2 separate regions of the Mus musculus genome follow, and region 2 is linked to region 1. The links are chromatin contacts, called in public Hi-C maps. All regions are on one chromosome and are shown on one strand. Each heading gives the region's core, a stretch centred on a gene start, on an enhancer-like site or on the middle of the called end of the contact. The rest is flanking DNA. Distances are from core to core; before and after follow the strand shown.

Region 1 (6,071 bases), core at 1,540-4,039:
TAGATATATTCCCAAAGTTCCCAGCTGTGTTGGGAAGCTGGAATGTTAGTTAGCTTTGAAAAAGTCCTAAAACTATACAGTGTTTTCTAGACCAAAAGAGAAGACTTTAAGTGGATGCTTCTTGCAATGTTTCCAAGATTCAGCTCTCAATACTTCATTAGACTCTGACTGCTGATCTTTTTTTTTTTTTTTTTTTTTTTTTTTTTTTGAGACAGGTTTCTCTGTATAGCCATGGCTGTCCTGGAACTCACTTTGTAGACCAGGCTGGTCAGAAATCTGCCTGCCTCTGCCTCCCAAGTGCTGGGTGGGATTAAAGGTGTGCGTCACCATGCTCGGCCTGACTGCTGATCTTAAAGATGTGCATTGAAGGACTACACAGCGACAGAGAAACCCCATCTCAGAAAACCAGCCAGCCAGCCAAACAAACAAACAAAAAGAAAGCAAGCATATAGAAACATGGTCTTGATTTAAACTTTTATTGGGCAGTGGTGGCTTATGCCTTTACTCCTAGCAGTAAGGAGGCAGAAGCAGGAGGATCTCTGAGTTCAAGGTCGGCCTGGTCTACAGAATGAGTTCCAGGACAGCCAGGGCTACACAGAGAAACCCTGTCTTGAAAACCAAACCACACCAAAAAGATAGCCACTGAAGGAACACTGAGTAGACACATTTGAAAGAGCTGGAAGGTCATTCCCAACCACAACGGACTGAAACACGGATTGAAAACAGCCCTTCTGTTTCAGCATTAACTTGAAGTTGATGTCAATGGAAAGGAATAGGCAATAATTCAAACGTTAAAGCCAAGCCTACGGGTACTATTCTGTAATTCCAGCTCTTGGATGCTGAACAATTGTAGAGAGTTTGTTGCCAGCATGGGCTGCTGAGTGATATTCTGTCTCAAAAAGTCAAAACCAACGAAACCCCCAAAGGAACAAACACAATTCAAAAGTTAAAGACAATGAAGGAAAGGCTAGTTACAATAAAAAATATGACTTTTATAATACAAACTGTAAAAGTGTGTGTGCGTGAGTGCGCATTCCTGTGTAAGCCAGAGGTTAATGCCGAGTTAATTCTCCATTTGAGTTTTTGAGATCAAGTCTCTCACTGAACCTGGAACTCAATAATAAGGCTAGAATGGCTGGCCAGGAGTCCTCCTGTCAACCCCGTCTAAAAGTCTAATAAAACTTTCTGCATACTTGTTTATACATGTATTTCTTATTTTATGATCATCAGAGAGTCTTCCATTTTTGGATTTTCATAATTAAATAATGCACTACCTCTCCCATATCATATCTAACTCCTAACTACCTCCCCCAAGGGATTTAGAACGGTGTTTACAGTGGTCACCAGCACCTTGGTACATTATTAAAAGGGGATAATAATAGACATTTGAGGAGTAAAACATTGGAAAGGACATATATCCAAGGAACAAATACTCCTTGAATTCAGGCTCCTACTTGCCAGAAAAGTCTGTTTCAGTTCGCCAAGCCGACGCAGGCGGCAGGTGGCGCTCTCACCCTGGCAGTCCCGCGTGCGGGTTTTTAGTCTTTGCGTTCGACTACCGAGGGACCCGGGCGAATAGCGCACATTAATGAAGCACAGAAGGATCTTCAAGCTGCAAAGCAGCCTTCTTTCTCTGTGGCGGAGTTGAAGCCAAGACTGATCCCGACTCGGGGTCTCAGGGAGGAGGCTATAGCGATCCTTTTCACTTTAAGGCGAAGTTCAGAAACTACGCAGAGAGGCCACTTGGAGAACATTTGGAGTGAAGTACGCAAATTTGAAGAAAGCCTAAGCTTGGAAGGTTCGAGGTCTCGGGAATCACCTTGAATGGTGTAGCGCATCCCTTCCTGTGCTCTCAGAAGGGCATTTTGGAGGCAGGTTCGGGAACGTATGAGAGTACCTCTCACTGATTCTCTACCGCCTGCTCTTGGAACTGATCAAAATCACAGTCATTTTGGTCTTTTCTCACAAATGGTCGGCGTGTATGCAACTCCCGCTCTCCATTTGAGCCGATGACAACTTCTGGTGTGACACTGGACGCCTGGGCATTTGCTAACCTGACACAAAATGGGAAGATGACCTTTTAAAAAGCGCCCAGAGGACAAGAACTCAGATCCAGTCCCCAGCCACCAAGAGCTCTGAGCATCTCTAGCCATTCCAGAACAGGACTTCTCAAAGGGCGTGGCCCGCACAGACCAGAGTCCCCAGAGTTTTATAGACGATGGGTCCTTCGGATTCGCTCAAACCTACTGACTGTAATCTCTGAGCATGGGGAAAGGAGATCTGCTGGTCCAACAGCATAAAACTGTCCATATTTTGTTTCTACGACCAAGAAAACCCTCCAATTTAGCATTCTTCCAGTCGATTCCCGTTGAATAAATGTCTACCCTTGGCGACTGTGCTGGTCCCTAGGACTTGAAGAGCAAGGGAGAGGGGACCCACTGTGGGAAGGCAAAACTCATCTTTGGGGATGGAGCCTGGACGAGTGCTGGAGATTTCCCAGTGACTCGGGGGTTCTGATGGGGGGGGGGGGAGCACAGGGCACTGCTTTAGTTGTGGGGGTGGGGAGGACCCAGGGGCTCCTCAATTGCGTTCTATACCCGGCTGCCACGCGCACCTGGGTCGGCTGCCAGTCCTTGGGCTGAACTTGGGAGGAGTGGGGCGGGCTCCTCTGCAACTCGAGCGGGGCGGGGATGCTAGAGAGGAGGAGGGAAAGTGGGGGTCTGTCTCCCCACTTCCCGCCCCCCGCCACCACCTTTGGCTTTATAATTGGCTCGCGCAGCGGTTTCTTTCCTCTTATCTGATCCTGGGTGAGAGGCGAGGGGAAGGAAGCTCTGTAGGGCAGGAGGCGACGGGAGAGGGACAAGGAGAGGACAGAGTGAACGACAGGAAAGAGAAGTTAATTGAGAAAGGGTACTCTGAGGGAAGGCGAGCCAGGGCAGTGGTTCGCTAAGAACCAGTCGGCGGCTAATCTTCCCTAGGCGCCAAGAGGTCCCCAACCTGGGCTGGAACGTTGCCCTGCACAGGTCAGTTCGTCTTTCCCTACTGTTTTCCCGCTCGGCTTTGCATAATTCATAGGTGAAGAAAGAGCCCCAGTGAGAGCCACCTGCAGACGGATGCGATTGCCAGGACCAACCACTGCAAGTGTGCCCGCGGGGTGGCCGGAGACCTTAGGGGTGAGCTAGGAGACCGTGCACCCAGATAGATGCTTGTCTGGGGACCACAGGGCAGAGAGATTGCAACGCGCCTAGTGACCGACGGGTGTGTGGACAGCAAAGGAGCCCTCCGTTTCTCTCTGAGGATCCCTCCCTCCCATGGTGTCTGTGTGCGGTGGGCGCCGGGCTGGAATTGGCTGCATTTGGCAGCTCTGTAGTGGTGGCTCCAGCAAGTTCAATTGGTAAAGGCTTAGGGAGTCTTTTGGAAGCACCGTGTACGCACAGAGCACAACGCTGTTTAGATTCTATTTGGCAGTGGATCGGGAGACCAGTCCTTGGAGAACACGCATCCAAGCATTCACTGGACTGTTGCTGCACGTCGGGGCAGCTGTGGACCAGGCTCTGCACGGAAAGGGGGGTAGCCAGTGAGAGTTCATAGACAGTAGAATGATACCAAGCTCCCAGTGTTGCTGCTTTGAGGGGAACCACCAAGCTAAGCTGCTGCAGGAACCTTCTTCACTTTTTTTTCCTTTTATTTTTGCGAACTCCTCTTGCGTTCCGCTTGTGGGCATCCGGAGCATCTGCAGAAGTTGGGCTTTAGCATGCAGTATGCACAGTCTGGAGCAGGGCTAGGTTAGGTTAGGTTAGAGGAGCCCCGTGATTCTTTCGAGTAAGTAACCTTAGTTACCCGCCACGGTTTGGAGTCATTATGCAAACTTGGTGCTGAGTTCTTGGGTGCTCAGTGGGTAGCTAGTCTTGTGCTCAGGGTTGCTTAGGCAAGGTCTAGGAGAGCTGTTAACTTGCCCTGAAGAGCACCTCTGAAGATGCTCACGTGCAGTTCTCAGAGTGGTATGAATCCCTCTCCCACTTCCCTCCCCCGCTTCCAACTCCCCAACCCCGCCAACTGCTGGAACATGACTTCTAGATCTGACTGGAGTTCCAAGAAAGAAAGATCTATTTATTTAGGCAGGGTGGTATGTAGCTCAGGCTGGTCTAAAAGTTTTCTTCAGAACAGAGGGAGGAGACCTTGGGCTCACATTCCTCCCGTCTCCACCTCCCAAGTGCAGGATTGCAGGTGTGTGCGCGCGCCACTGCCTGGCTTTGACTCTGCTGGAAGCCTTGCAGAGTTGTTTGCTGGTAGCAAGTGTTAAAGTGGAGCACTAGCAGTAGGAAGAGAAATAGGAGGAAGACCTCTGTGACACCACGGTTAGGAGAAAATGAGATTTCTCAATCTTCAGTTACTGGAGGTCCTGGCCTCAGCTTCTACCAAAGGACCAAAGGCACTTCTTTATAGGATGGAGTAGCAAGCAGGCTCAGGGTGGCTGCACTAAAGAGATTGGGTGTTCTGTTGCTGAAGAGGGACTCCACCTCTATAGGTAGCCTCACTATTACATTAGAAATGGGTGGGTGGGTGAATGGAGGGTCGGACAGATGGAATTTAGATCTGATGTTAAGAGAATAACACGGAGGGGGTTTTGTTGCACCTGGACCCAATGCCAGATTTTCTAATACAGTTCTTTGATGGTTTGATTTGGTTGGTTTGTTTGTTTTGTTATTTATTTTGTTGTGACAGGTTGTGCCATGACTGGCCTGGAACTCATCAGGTAGCCCCCGCTGGCTAGGAACTCTAGGACCCTCTTGCCTTCGTTCCCTCAGTGCTGGCATTACAGGCATAGGCCACCATGCCTGGTTCCTTGTTTGTGTTGTAAACAGTCTACTTGATAATCATTTCACACAGGACACAATTCACACATTTAAAGTGCATAACTCAAGAGCTTTTAGTATATTTAAAATGTGCAGTACACATCCCAAATTAAGAATTATTTTAGGTTTCTGGAGATGGCTTAGTGGTTAAGAACACCTACCGCTCTTCTAGAGAGGGTTAGGGTTAGGTTAGTTTGGCTCCAAGCAAGGATATTTGGCAGCTCATAAACACCTGTAATTCCAGCTCCAGGGAATTGGACAGCCTCTTCTTGTCTCCATGGACATCCACGCCAAATACACATGCTTTTTGTTTTTTTGGTTTTGTTTTTTTTTTTTTTTCGAGGCAGTGTTTCTCTGTGTAGCCCTGGCTGTCCTGGAACTCACTCTGTAGACCAGGCTGGCCTTGAACTCAGAAATCCACCTGCCTCTGCCTCCCAAGTGCTGGGATTAAAGGTGTGTGCCACCACCGCCAGGCCACATGTTTTTTGTTTTTGTTTTTTAAATTTCTAAAAAGATATAGAACATTTTTAGTATTTCCAACAGAAAACCTACAGCTCTGGATAGTAATTTCCCAACTTGTCATCCGGTCTTGGTGGATTTCATATACATGGAATTATACTGTATAAGCCCTTTGTGATTAATTTTATTCATCTACTAGGATACCCTTAGGCTTTACCCATTTTACATAGGGCATCTTTTTAGTCTTTTAATAAATACTGGGTATCCTCTCCTTCTGCTTCAGGGTCCCTGAACCAGGATGATCCTGAACCTCCACGATAGCCCTGACCTCCAACAGGTCCATTGGAAGGGACAGGAGCCACCCTAGTGAGGCCTCTTAATTATTAATTCTCTGGGCAGGATTCCTTGGAACCTGTCAGTGTTCCTGGAGTCGTTTTGGATGGCTCCCAGGGTTCAGGATGGATGGGAGGAGCTTTTTGGCCCTAGTCCTGGACCTCTCAGAGTCCAGCTGAAGATTTCAGAGAAGTCTCTAGCCTTCTATGCTTTTCAGAACCATCCAGGGCTGACCTCCAGGATAGACTGAGCAAAGGAGAGAGACTGAAGAGTGAGTCTAGGGAGCCCCTCACCTACTAGGAAGAGCCCACAGGGCACATTCCCGTTAGATCTCACTCCTCACGGTCACCAACGAGAACACAAGGATCTTTCCCCTGTTTTTTTTTTTTTTTTTTCTTTTGGCCTGGTTGTTGCCAACATCCT
Region 2 (6,083 bases), core at 3,513-6,012, 390 kb after region 1:
CCACGTATACATGCGTGACATACACACATAGACGCATAGACGTAGACGCATACATGCATACACACAGCTACACACAGACACACACACACACACACACACAGCTACACACACACACACATGCACACATGCACACATACAGGAATGCCTATGTAACCAATTAGGCATAGCAGACAGGTATAGGAACTAGAAAAAAGAAGGTATAAGACAGCGTTGTCCAGACCAAACATGGACGAGGATGTGGTGCCATCAAAATTCTCATATATTTGTTTGGAATGCACAGTGTAGGGATTTTTTGAAGGTTTAACATGCACATATCATTTTGACTCAGCTACTTCTTGCTTTTGCATTAATCCAAGAGAAAATAAAATATACGGTATGTGATGCTTAATTTTCACTGTAACCTGACCATGGATTTAGAGTCATCCAGAAGATATACCTATGGGCACGTCTACAGTAGCATTTTCAGAGAAGTTTCACTAAGGAGGGAAGGCCCATTTGGAATGGAGACACTACCATCTTTTTGCTACCAGGCAAAACTGAATAAAAGGGAGTTACCAAGTGTACTACCAATACGCATCTCTCCTTGCTTCCTGCCTGTGGATGACATTGAGTGGCTGCATCAAGTTCCTGTTGCCATGCTGTCACTACCACAAGGGATCGTGGGCCAACGTGTACCCCCTTCCTTCAGTGGTTTTCGCCAGAGCTTTTGTTCCAACAATGAGAAAAGCAACTAGCATGCTACAGAAATACACAGGGACAGCCTTAATAACATTATTTTAAATATCTATAGTCCTCAGAACTGAATGTCTATCAGTAGGCGAATAAGTAAATAAATACTATATATCTACATAACGAGAAGAGAGGGGAAACAAAATCAAAGAATGAACTATTCATGTATTCCATAACATAGATAAATTCAAACAATTTTGCAATGTAAAATAAGCCACATCTAAACTATATATGGTGCATCATTCAATTTACACAGAGTCTAGAAAATATAAACTAATTAATTGGATAGTCATCTTTTGAGGAAGGAAAACAATTAGATATTGTTATTTGGGAAAAGCAGCTTCCAAAAAACAGTAATATATTACAATAAACTTTGCATTTTCCTAAGATATACACACATGAAGAATTATCCATAGAGAATGGAATTTTAGGTAGTTTTGCTTCATTAGGTTACAATAAACCATGAACAAGCACTGCTAATTTAATTTATTAAATCTTGTAATAAAACATTTTAGAGAAACACAGCTTCTCCCAAGATTGTTGAGAGAAGGGTACTGATGTAAGACTTGGGTTTACTGTTTAAACAAGGTCACAAAATCACTAGAATCCCTGGGAATCATGGTTCCCTGTTCCCAGACTTCCTGGGGAATAACAGAGTCTGGGAATCCATCATAATCAAGGGGCTGAAACCCAAAGCATTTCAGAGTTCCTTATTCCCTCTTCACATTTGCAAGCAGAGTTGGTTTCTTATGAACTGTTGTGTTTACCAAATGTGTGAAGGTCAGAGGCTAGTACTCTCTAACAGGGACCTTTGGTGACTATTAGAGGTAACATTGCGTTTGGTGGGACTTTGTAATGGAGCCGACCTCAGGGCAGAGCACATATCCATTGAGATAGGCATACAGCTTGATTTTAAATCTCTCTTCACTGAATCACATTAGAGAGAGATGCAGTGGGGAGTTCAGCAGTCTGCTTTCTTCCACCGAGCCACCCACTACACAGGAGCGTGTCAATCATAAGAACTTGGCCTCTCCACAGCTTGCCTCATCTGTTTGCCACAGCACACTCTATGGGATTCCAACTTGTTCTCTCATGCAAAAAGAAAATGGTATTCGATCTCTTGTGGCTTACTCCATGGCTATATGTGAGTTCAGAATAAATGGTTAAGTCAGATTAGTATCTCAGACCCGTCTTCCTGGGGAGGCTGTGATTTATCTATCGTAAGTTTAGGAGGGTTGTCCACTAGCTTTTCTCAGCCACCTGAAAACAGAATGGCAGCCTTGCTGAGCATATACTATATATCGGAAAGAAGGGCATCCCCTTCCTTTAAGCTCCTTTGTCCATCGTCATCTAATTAACTTCCCTCAGGAACAGTGGTAACAGTAGCCTGATTAATCCAACATATGAACTATATTCAAATGTGTTTAAGTGACAGGCATAGTTATGCTTGTCTGGAGCTCTGTCTGTGGGTACCATCAAGTCTCTGCAACTGCAAAGCTAGAGTATGTACACTGAGCTGATCCTAGCCTGGCCATCGCCTCCCTTTGCAGACCCACTATCCTAGAATGCACAGCAGGTGAACAAGACATACCACTTAGGTCAAGTTCTAAAATGACACATGATGAATCTGTGGCCCATGGTATGTATAATACCCTAGGCGAGCTATGAATGTGGCCTAGCACAAGGTTTGTAATCTTTCTTAAGACACCATAAGATACTTTTTTAAAAAAAATTCAATTATCTTGTTCTCAAGCACAAATTTCATACAGAAAATGCCAGTTAAAATGTTGGACCTGGTCAGAATTCTTAATACATGGTTATTGTGAGCAAGCACTTCATATGGACCTAGGTTGGAAACACCAATAAAGAGAAAGGATGGATTGTTATTTTATCCTATTCTAATCTACCATGTTGACTCTCAGAGAAATCCTGGCCATGAGCTAGGGCTCTGAAATGGGTTCTACTGTGCATCCATTGTGCCATCCACACCTTGAGCAATTTGTGTGCTCTCAACCTGACTGCACTGATTTCAGGACGAGAAGCTTGGTCCTTCCAGAGAAACCTCCATGGTCCTCAAATCCTCTTCATCTCCCAGACCCAGCTTTCTGCATCTCCACTTGACTGCCATGGGAGCTTCATCCCAGATCACTCAGCTTCAGCCCTGGGCCATCTATAGGGTTTAGATTCCAACCCATGCTTGTTGACCACCTTGAAGCATCCTGGGCCTTCCTGCAGGGTGTGGCCACTTCCTTTGCATAGTTTTAAACATGAACTGTTTAATATGAAGACCTATGGATTGTATGAAGATACCTTCTTTCTAATACCTAATAATGGCTTATTCTTCCCAACCTGTGAACACCCTTTTAATCTTGTTTACTCATTTACTCAGCTCATTTTTTCCCCCGGAAATTCCAAAAGTAAATTCTAAAACCATGCCCTGCCTGAATTATACGATCTTACTGGACTAAGGTTGAGATTGTTTGCAATTCGTTAAATCTTTGGATCTTCTAAAAACAGTAATAAGTTAGAAGGGCAATTGAGAGAAGCAGCTTGGGAGAGAACTTGGTACATGTATTGGATTGAGTCACATAAAGCTGGGGGCTTAAAGGTTTACAGCAGGAAAATAATTCTTTTTTTTTTTTTTTTTTTTTTTTTTTTGAGACAGGGTTTCTCTGTGTAGCCCTGGCTGTCCTGGAACTCACTGTGTAGACCAGGCTGGCCTCCAACTCAGAAATTCGCCTGCCTCTGCTCCCCAAATGCTGGGATTAAGGGATTAAAGGTGTGTGCCACTGTGCCCAGCTAGGAAAATATTTCTGTTTATCGAAGGGAAATAAGAAGTGTTTGTGTGTGTGTGTGTGTGTGTGTGTGTGTGTGTGCACATAAGAGAGCCTGTACCAAGATCAGCACAGTTCCCCCAAATCCATAAGCTGAGATGGTAATGCTCAGATTGTTATCTTTGTTGGAAACAGGGCATTTGTGGATGTTCTTTATTATGTTAGGATAAGTTTCTATAGGACAAGGCTGGACTCCATGTTAGTTATAATGCTGTGACAGAACACCTGGCAAGAATTGATGTAGGTGAGGAGTGATTTATCTCATACAGTTAGAGGAGATGCAGCCGTCACATCGAGGAAGTCATGGCCCAAGGAGTGTAAGCAGCTGATCAGCCACATTATGTCTTTACACAGGAATCAGGCAGCAACACAAATTTGTACTCAGCTCTTTTTCCTCTTTATATTCAGCCCTAGACCTAAACCCATAGGTTTGTGCCATTCACATTTTGTGTGGGTTTCCCCAGCTCAATTAACTTAATCTAGAAATTCCCTAACAGACATCCCCAGAGATTTGTTTCCAGTGTGATTCTAGATCCCATCAAGTTGACAATCCATCTTCACCATGCCAGGTTACCTAATCCAAAATTTTATGTACCCAGAGGAATTGTGAACCTAGGCATAGCAAAGAGGTTTTGTGAACAATAGGATGGAAACAGGACGCTACATCTTCAAGCCAAAGATCACCAGCATTCTCAGGGTGATTTAGCAGCTATTGAAGAAAACACAGGACATAATCTTTCTCATAGCGCTAAAAGGAAAACACCCTCGTCTGTATCTTGACCTTGGACTTCTAGCTTCTAAAACTGAGAGACAAGTTTCTGTTGTTAAGCCATACAGTCTGCGATTCTATGTTTGGCAACCTTAGCGTGCAAATGTAAGCACCGTGCTATGTTACCAATGCTTTGAGGCATTTATTATTATCCCCATTTAGCAGCAGAAGAAATCATGCCTCCAAAAACTCATTTCACAGCCAAGGTTAAAAGCTTAGCGTTATAAAGCCACTGGTGTGCATTCTTGTAGTTAAAACTTGTGCTATTTCCAGATCATAAATTGCCTTCCACAAGGAGAAAATGAGGAATTCCGTGGGAATATCAAGAAAACTGTGGGCAGAAGACAGCTGGGCACCCAGAAAGATAGTCTGCAGCAGGCTGGAGCACACAGGACCCAGCTCACTGCAACCAGGCAGCACACCATGCTCTCTTGGGGCCTTCTTCTCAGTCTGCCTTTCTTTCTTATTTTTTTGGCACATGGGGTTGCACTCTGAGCAGACAGCACTTTGGTCCAAATTCCTAAATTCCTTTCTTGGTAATCAAAGCTCTTTATTCTCCAAGCCTCATATCTGATTGAAGTAATTCAAGACCAAGGTGTAGATGACTCATAAGCTTTAAGTGTTGCCTCTATTTATAACATGGAGAGTGACAAAATTAGTCACTTATGTTTACTCCTCATTGAAAAATGGAAGGGATAATATTCGGATTGTGGCTGGTTATCTGAAGGAGGAGAAACATTCTGAATTTGACTTGCATTTGCTGTGTTGCTGCTTTAGCACACCAGTCTCTTCACTGGGGGCATTTACCCCAGCTCCAAGGTGTGCACACCCTTTGAGAGCTAAGTGGGGCTCAATGGTTTGTGCATACTTACAAAGAGCACACCTCACATGTGCAGCAGTATAGTGCCCATGGATAGAGTAGCCTAAGGAACCACAGTGGGGAGTTTCTTACTGCAAATGTTTTCTATATAGCTAACCGCCTACAGGAAATTAAGTTCTAGTTCATGGCGGAGGAAGTACTGGATACAAACACTGGTTTCTGCAGTATGTCCGAGACTGTGTTAACCATGGACTCTCTTAGACAAGGAATCACAAGGTGTGACAATGATCGGCAGCTAGATGTAAGCAGACTACTGGACTTGGATTCTACTGCCTTGGCCTGCCAACTGCTGGCATCACAAGCATGAGTCACTATGCCTTTCTCAACTTCCCAATATTTCAATAGAAGGCAGGGAAATGGATGCTTGTATATGAACTTTTACTATCTTTAGAAATTGCTGTATTATTTTCCTATTTTCTGCTTCTGGAAGTCAAAAGCTCTAGAGCCAAAGTGTTGGCATGCTGGCCTCCTGTTGAAGCTTTTGGGGAGTTTCCCTGACTTTCTCAGTTTTCAGAGTCTCCTCCATTGCTCGACTCCTCAGCCAGCATGCTGTATCTTTCCTCCTATTGTTCTGTGCCACTATATTTTCTTCTCTCAACTCTGACACACTCGTCCTCCACCAAAGGATACCTAGCTAGTCCAGTATGGGCCGTCTATATCTTAGGATCGTAAACTTAATCACATTTACACAGTGCCCTTTCCCACCTAAGTGTAAAGTAATATTATCATAGGTTGGAGGAATTGGGATAACAACATTGAAAGAAAGTTTTATAGTGCCTATCTTGGTCAGCAAGTAATTCAAGTAAGATGAACAGTGAGTGGAATGCTAGGGAATCGAGACTTCCTTTAGACTTTTCCTCTGTGCTACCTC

The links. Hi-C and Micro-C count contacts between places; a contact is called where the count stands out from the background.
Region 2: a contact with region 1 is called in a Hi-C map of cortical neurons, with 5 times the contacts expected there. The contact joins the enhancer-like site here to the promoter of Col14a1 in region 1. A contact is called at or near these places in 2 of 39 promoter capture datasets (pre-B cells and stem cell-derived epiblast-like cells) and 2 of 484 Hi-C or Micro-C datasets (cortical neurons and embryonic stem cells).

What each region holds. Positions count from the first base shown.
Region 1 is chr15:55,304,962-55,311,032 of GRCm38.p6, forward strand. Col14a1 (collagen, type XIV, alpha 1) reads left to right here and starts at 2,790. Exons shown (of 48, transcript NM_181277.4): 1 at 2,790-3,023.
Region 2 is chr15:55,690,134-55,696,216 of GRCm38.p6, forward strand. The region is part of intron 3 of Sntb1 (syntrophin, basic 1); the gene reads right to left. Among named protein-coding and RNA genes, the nearest start is that of Mtbp, 140 kb to the left of the region's middle. Within about 2 kb of position 4,763, at least 29 of the 459 cell types and tissues checked have an H3K27ac peak or open chromatin away from gene starts, as enhancers often do. A contact at or near this core is called in cortical neurons, where this site is marked.